Linked DNA regions of Mus musculus: region 1 is linked to region 2. Evidence: chromatin contacts called from public Hi-C data. All regions are on one chromosome and are shown on one strand. Each heading gives the region's core, a stretch centred on a gene start, on an enhancer-like site or on the middle of the called end of the contact. The rest is flanking DNA. Distances are from core to core; before and after follow the strand shown.

Region 1 (3,467 bases), core at 204-2,703, 360 kb before region 2:
ATATAAATAAATAAAAAAATTTCAAGTGGGGGAGGGGAACTGTTAGGGAGGGGATACCTGGGAGGCGTGAGATATGTGAGGGGGGAGCATATGCTCAAAATGCATTACTTGTTTGTATAAAATGACAAAGAGGGCTGTAGAGATGGCTCAGTGGTTAAGAGCACTGACTGCTCTTCCAGAGGTTCTGAGTTCAATTCCCAGCAACCACATGGTGGCTCACAACCATCTGTGATGTGATCTTGGTGCCTTCTTCTGTCCTACAGGCATATATGCAGGCAGAACACTGTATACATAATATATATATATGTATATGTATATATATATATATATATATATACACATATACACACACACACACACACACACACACACACACATATATACATATATATATATATATAAATTGACAAAGACTAAAAGAGAGGTACTCACCTGGCAGTGGTGGTGCTCGCCTTTAATCCCAGCATCCTAGAGGCAGAGACATGTGGATCTTTATGAATTTGAGGCCGGCCTTATCTACAGAGTGAGCTCCAGGATCAGCCAGGGATACATGGAGAAACCCTGTCTTGAAAAACAAAAACACAACCAAAAAAGATACTGTATTTTTGAAAAAGGTCTCCGGGTAGTGGTGGCGCATGCCTTTAATCCCAGCACTTGGGAGGCAGAGGCTGTTAGATTTCAGAGTTCGAGGCCAGCCTCGTCTTCAGAGTGAGTTCCAGGACAGCCAGGGCTATACAGAAAAACAGTCTCGAAATACAAAAAAAAAAAAAAAAAAAAAAAAAAATCACTACTTTGAAGCCAGCCTCAGCTATACAAGAATTTGAGGTCAAACAGGCTACTAAAAAACAAAACAACAACAACAAAAACCGCGAAAGTAATTGCAATGTGCAATGCGAGTTTGGCATACAATCTGCTGTCACAATACGTATATTAATTACCAAAGAAAAAAGCAGGCTCCACCTGTACTGTACTGAGTAATCAACGGGAACCTAACCAATAATGGGACAAACTGACCCTCTGCTCTAAGAACTAGAGAAAGAGCTCAAATTGAAAGACAAAACAATCAGCCAGTTAGTTGCCTTAAGGAACATCAATGTCACCAGACAGGGAGAAAGAGGAACAGTCCCTGATTTCAGGGGCTCATCACACAGATAGGGCGGCGGGATGCTTTACTCAGTCCTGAGAGAACAAGGCTCTGCTGTGCGCGCCTGGCACTCAAGCCTTTCCCAGCCTCAGCTCCCTCCTCCTACGCAGGAAGAGTACTCTTGTATCACGCAGCTCACAAAATCAGCTCTGGGAGAAACTTTTCGGTTCAATGCACCCGGTGCCAGCCCAGTGCTGCTGGCACGCTCTGGAGCCGAAGGTGGGCTTCGGGGGCTCGAACCGAGGGCGGGGCGACCACCCAGCCCCGCGGGCCCCGCCCTCGGCCGCTGACGTCACCGCATTCCCGCCGCGACTCCTCCCGCCGCCGCTGCAGCCGCAGTGACAGGCAAGCCGGGCGGGTGACGGGAAGTGCGGGCCGCGGGCGCGGGCGGGAGGTGACAGCAGCCACGCGGGGAAGATGGCTGAGGACTTCGGCTTCTTCTCATCGTCGGAGAGCGGGGCCCCGGAGGCCGCCGAGGAGGACCCAGCGGCCGCCTTCCTGGCCCAGCAGGAAAGCGAGATTGCTGGCATCGAGAATGACCCGGGTTTCGGGGCACCTGCCGCCAGCCAGGTGGCCTCTGCGCAGCCGGGACTCGCGAGCGGGGGTGAGTCAGCGCAGCGGCCTGGAACCGGGGAGGCTGAGGCCACCACCGGGGGCGGGAGGCCCAGTCTCGGTCAGACCCGGCCTGGGTCCCTGCTGTACTCTGAGTCCGGCTATCCAGGGTGACCAAGGGTACCTCGGGGGGCTGTGTGTATCCGTGAGGCCTGGGAAAAGAGGAAGGAGCCGGGAGATGAGTTGGAATCTGCGCTGAGACTGGATCTGCTGACTCTGGGGACAGGAATTTAGTCATGACATTTCATCCCCAGGCCAGCTTCTCCACCCTGGCTCTGGAACCCTCCCCCTGCTCAGTTCTGAGACTGTCCCAGTGTCCTAGCTAAGTGATACAGGTGTGGGACGGACACGTCCTCCTGACGTTAGCGTTAGCGTTCCTTTCTGCAGGGAAGCAGGGGGCGCTCAGAGAACTCGCAGCTCATCCTTTGGGGATCACCTGCAGTCCTGCAGCAGTGCGGGAGACAATGTTAATTACATATAATAATTTCATACACGTTACTGAACCCATTTTAGAACTGGCTTCAAAGGGTACACTATTAAAACAACTAGGAAGTAGCAATAAAGAATTCAACCCCTTCTTTCGGATGCTGAATTCTTCCTGTCCAGACCTCACAGTCCTTCATGGGCCCGACTGTAAGTCTAGGCAGGGGCACAAATGGCCAAGAGCTGTGCCCTTCCTGTTTGTAACTGTTTGTTTAGTGGATTTACAAAGGTGGCCCGGACCTCTGCGTGTGGCTTCAGACATAAGGGTTCAGGACCTTTTTCCTGCATTGTTATGTTTATCATTGATACTTCTGCCCCAAGGAACAATTTCTTATAAATATATTTAAATATTTAGTACAAATATGGACCTTCATGGTGACCCTCCTAGTAGACCTTGTTATTTTTTGGTGTCATGTTAAAGAGGTTTAATGGTCCTGTTGGAAATAAATATTGTATGTATACATTCATCTTTCTTTCCTTCCACACTTGCTGTGTTGCCGTCCCCACTGGGAACACAGAAGGAAGAAACTGTATCTATGGCCCAGCGTTTGAAGAAACTCTGACATAAGTGTAATAAGCCTTTTGTAACATACACGGAACTGGAGTTTGAGGGGCTATCAGGATGGCTTGTCAAGTAAATGTAAATCAGCCCAGCCTGGTGACACCTGAGCTCACGCCCTGGAACCCTCATGGCGGTAGATAGAACTCACTCCCACAAATTGTCCCCCCGACCTCGCATACATGCCTGCACCACACACACACACACACACACACAAACACACACAAGTAAAGAAAATATAAATAATAATAATTAAAAAGAAAAAACTGGAGTTTGAATGTCTTGCCTAGGGCCACACAGCCGTGAGTGATAGGTCTGGGGCTTGATTTCAGGCCTCCTAGTTATGATCTTCCAAAGGGCAGCTGTGCTGGTCTCCTTAGGAGATGATTGGATACAGCAGGGAGAAGCAGGGGCCTATCCAAGCCAGCCATGCAGCTCTGAAATAGCAGCTCTCAGTCCCTCAGCCCTTCATTGTCCCTGGGAACCTCCTAAGTTCCTGTATGGAACTCACTTGTCCATGGTCACCCCTTGGGAACAGTCCTTTCCCTCATTAGGAGGTCCCAAGTTGTTAGCAACTCAGGAGAAAGACAGATGCAGTTCCAGCTGAGGATAGCCACAGGAGCCTGGGATTTTGCAAGTTGTAGTCTTTCCTAGGGACTTACAGTCTGG
Region 2 (3,505 bases), core at 856-3,355:
CTCAGTGCCCTTGGAATGTCAGCTGAAAAGTGACCCCTGGAGAGACTCCTCTCCTCTTCCCTTCATCTCGTGAACAAGTTGCCTTCCGTGGCACAGGTACATAAGCCACTCTGGCTTATCCCCCTAAGTCAGGTGTGCGGTACACAATGTCGGTGTTTTGGCCAATGGCTAATAACAGGATAAAGGAAAGCTGAGAAGCCCAGTCCTTTATGGCACCTCTGTAGTGGTCCTAACATCATAGCACAATACTTTACTCACAGTGGTGGGGCCAAGCACAGCCCACGTGACAATGGGCAGAGCAGCGAACTTGCTATTAACCATAACAGGGGACCCAGTGTGTGTATTTGTTCTGCTATAGCATTGGTTGCTATTTTAGGGTATACTCTGAGTACTTTGAATTTACCACAAAAGTTTGTCTGCCTCACCAGTCAACGGTGTTCACCCTCCTAGGATTGTTCTGAGAGGGTGTCCTCACTGCTAAGGTGACATCTGCATGTAAGCAGGGCAGATGATACCGGGACTGAGATGGTTGTAGGGATGCTGTTATCACTATGGCTGGAAGCAAGGATATAGACAACCTCGAGATGCTGGAGGCTGGGAGCCTCCCAGGGGGCACACCCTGACTTGTACCATAACTTAGCTCCTTGGGTCCCCACTTGCTCCCCCCCCGAACCTAACCGGCATCTATATGGTTTTTTACACCCTTAAGCATGTGGCCGTTTGCTACGGTGGCAGAAGAAGCAGCATAAACACTGTAGTAGCAGACACACTCCTTTCTGGATGCCTTGCTTCAGACTGCTCTCTCCCCTCATTGGCCAAAGGGAGAACCATCTCTCAAGCTCTCTCCACTAATGGTCTCCTAAGCTGACATCGGTGACGCCTGCGATTTACCTTTGACCTTATCTTCTATCAAAACATTTCCTCACATACGGGCCTCTGCTTCAGGGCCACCTCCTCCGGGCAGTCTGACTCATGACCCTTTGATACTTTGTCAGTCGTCCCCCCCCCACACACTTTTGTACATTTCCTATAGATGTGAACTACACTGGAATGTCAGTTGTGTGCTCCTTTGGTGTCTGGTGACCGGAAGCCAAATGCACAAGCCTGGTGTCAATTTGGCTTGAGACTTGCACAAAGCACGTGGCAAGTCAGATGAATGCATGGCCGACAACGGATGTGAGGGCCAGGGAGAAGCTCCTAAAGATCATTGTTGGGAATCCCTTTTGATGGCTGGCTTCTCCCAGTTCCTGCCACAGCTGCATTCAAAGCTCTGGCCTGGTGGATGGAAGAGGCGGTGCTGAGCCTTGCCCCTCCTCACTGTCTCCCACCGTCATACAAGTTAGAAACAGGGCCCTTGTCTTCAAGGGGAGCTGTCTGCAGTGATGGAGGCCTGACAGGATCCTAGTGAAGAGGTCTTTCATTGATCAGGATCGCAGGGCCCACAGACCGTCGTGTGAAGAAGGAGCCATGTTCTAGTGCTTTGAACACTTGGGATCCACGTATCCCCACATCTTGCATTACTATAATTAATGCAAACAGCATCCGGGAGTGAAAATGTTGCCATAACAACAAACCTAAATCACGTGGGACTGGCCCAGGGGATGGGCAGTGGGAGGAAAGGGCATGGAGATCCCAGGTAGGGAAGCTGGGACTCACACTGTGTGGTTGCAGAACAGTTAATGGCCTGTCTCTTAGAGTAGTTTGGAAGATGGGGGGCTATGCCCCTGGGGAGGTGTGAATCCCGAAAGCTCTTGGGTACCTCTTTGTGCTGTGCTGTGCTCTCTATAGTGTGCTAGTCTAAAAACATCCTGAACCCAGGGAAGGACTGTTCAAGATATGGGCAGAAAGGGAGGAACGTCATTAAAAAAAACAAAAACAAAAACAAAAAACCCTCTCTGGGCTAATTTTTTTTTTTAATTCGTCTGTGGGGATATCAGAGATTTCTATAGGGCTTGAATACCCATATATTCCCCAGGTCTAATTTCATAAAAGCTCTTTCTGTACCAACATATGATTTTGGTAAATACCACCTTTGGATATAAATAGAACTCTGGACCCACATGTTGGCTGAGTCTCCAGTGGCAGGATTGGGCTGCACTGAGTCACCTTCTCTCCAGATGTCTCATCCTGGAATCTGTGGCCTGGGTCTGCTGCCGGTGGAGAGCTGGACCCGAGGGACGCAGATTCCTCTGAGCTTTAACATCCACCACTTTCCCAGGACCACACAGCTAGTGAATGGGGGAATCAACTCCTGGGAAGCCAGCTCCCCTGGTTCTGGGAACTTGCCATTTAATGACCAGCAGTGCCTAGGGCCCCTGTTGCACCAGAGCCTGGCAATTAGAGAAAGTGTGTACATGTGTGAGTGTGCTCAGGATAGCTGAGTGTTGTCACCACGGAAGCTACATTCCTGTTCTTGGTAAGGGAAGCACTGCTGGCCAGAGAGCTGCCTGAGGGCACGTGAGCTTGTCCAGGAAAATCTTTACTGATGATACAGCTGGACTTGGAGACTCCCAGGGCTTGGCAGTGTTCACTCAGGAAATAGTTGTCAGCGCTGGGACTAGCAACAGCTGAGGCTCATATTTCTGCACAGAGGGCTCTGTCTCTCCCGATACCTCCCATGCATTCACTCAGTCTACTTGGTCTTCCACAAGCCTCTCATTGAACTCTGCTCATCCCCAAGAAAGGACACTGCCTGTTCCTTCCCCAGGCCCACCTTTCCATGTTTGGTGATACAGAGTCAGACTCAGGGACCAGAAAGCATGTGTGTGTGTGTGTGTGTGTGTGTGTGTGTGTGTTGGGGGCTTGATTCCCAGCGCAGACTCGCTGATTTAGCTTGTGACATGAACCTTGGCTGGCCCTGGGTTCCTCAGATCCTTTGCCCTACTCCCTGGAGGACCTATTCTTTCTTCATTATGAGTGGCATTCTCCAAGCTAGCCCGCCGAGGTTGCGTGTGAGCAGACACCAGACATTTAGATTCACGGCTGATCACAGATCGTCCATCACAGAGGCAAAGCGATTACCCTGAGAGAAGAAGCGCCCTGACCCCCTCCCTCCGACCCCAGGCTGCTTCAGACTTGCTGAATCCAACCCTCTAGGCTCCCCTTGTTTCCTCTCAGCTTCCTGATAGATTAACTTTACTCAAGTCAGTGTTCAGAGCTTGCAGTCAGCGTTTCCTGATGATGCAGACCGAAGCTGAGGCAGACAGTGGAACGGTCAGTATTTCTCAAAGCCTTCCTCTAAGCACCATAGCGCAGGACACACATAGACTGTGCTGGCCCCACAGTCCCGGGGCTGCTGAGAGGCGGCGGAGAGACGAAATGGTGCAGACCCCTCAGCCGGCACTCCACTCTTGTTAGGTGAGAAACCCCTAACGGCTAATTCAGTTGGCACTCAGAAGCCTTGCTCAACTATCCTCTCATCTCTCTTCAATATAAGATTGAGAAATGGCCTGGGTTGTCTTTTTCTGGTTGTAGCTCAGATCATTGTTAACAGTCAATTAATCAA

Evidence for each region. A called contact is a pair of places that touch in the nucleus more often than the background predicts.
Region 1: a contact with region 2 is called in a Hi-C map of uterus, with 6 times the contacts expected there. The contact joins the promoter of Cltb here to the enhancer-like site in region 2. A contact is called at or near these places in 11 of 39 promoter capture datasets (the 3T3-L1 cell line, the C10 cell line, cranial neural crest and 6 more), 2 of 15 datasets of contacts at CTCF or cohesin (large pre-B cells and pro-B cells), 17 of 484 Hi-C or Micro-C datasets (B cells, the Ba/F3 cell line, the N1E-115 cell line and 11 more) and 10 of 115 datasets of contacts at active chromatin or transcription factors (DN3 thymocytes, the HPC-7 cell line, the NIH/3T3 cell line and 7 more).

The regions. Positions count from the first base shown.
Region 1 is chr13:54,609,359-54,612,825 of GRCm38.p6, reverse strand. It overlaps Cltb (clathrin, light polypeptide (Lcb)), which reads left to right and starts at 1,453. Exons shown (of 6, transcript NM_001347512.1): 1 at 1,453-1,748. The coding sequence starts at 1,562.
Region 2 is chr13:54,248,146-54,251,650 of GRCm38.p6, reverse strand. No RefSeq gene overlaps it. Among named protein-coding and RNA genes, the nearest start is that of Gm16578, 27 kb to the right of the region's middle. Within about 2 kb of position 2,105, at least 67 of the 459 cell types and tissues checked have an H3K27ac peak or open chromatin away from gene starts, as enhancers often do. A contact at or near this core is called in the NIH/3T3 cell line, adipose-derived mesenchymal stem cells, astrocytes and 4 more, where this site is marked.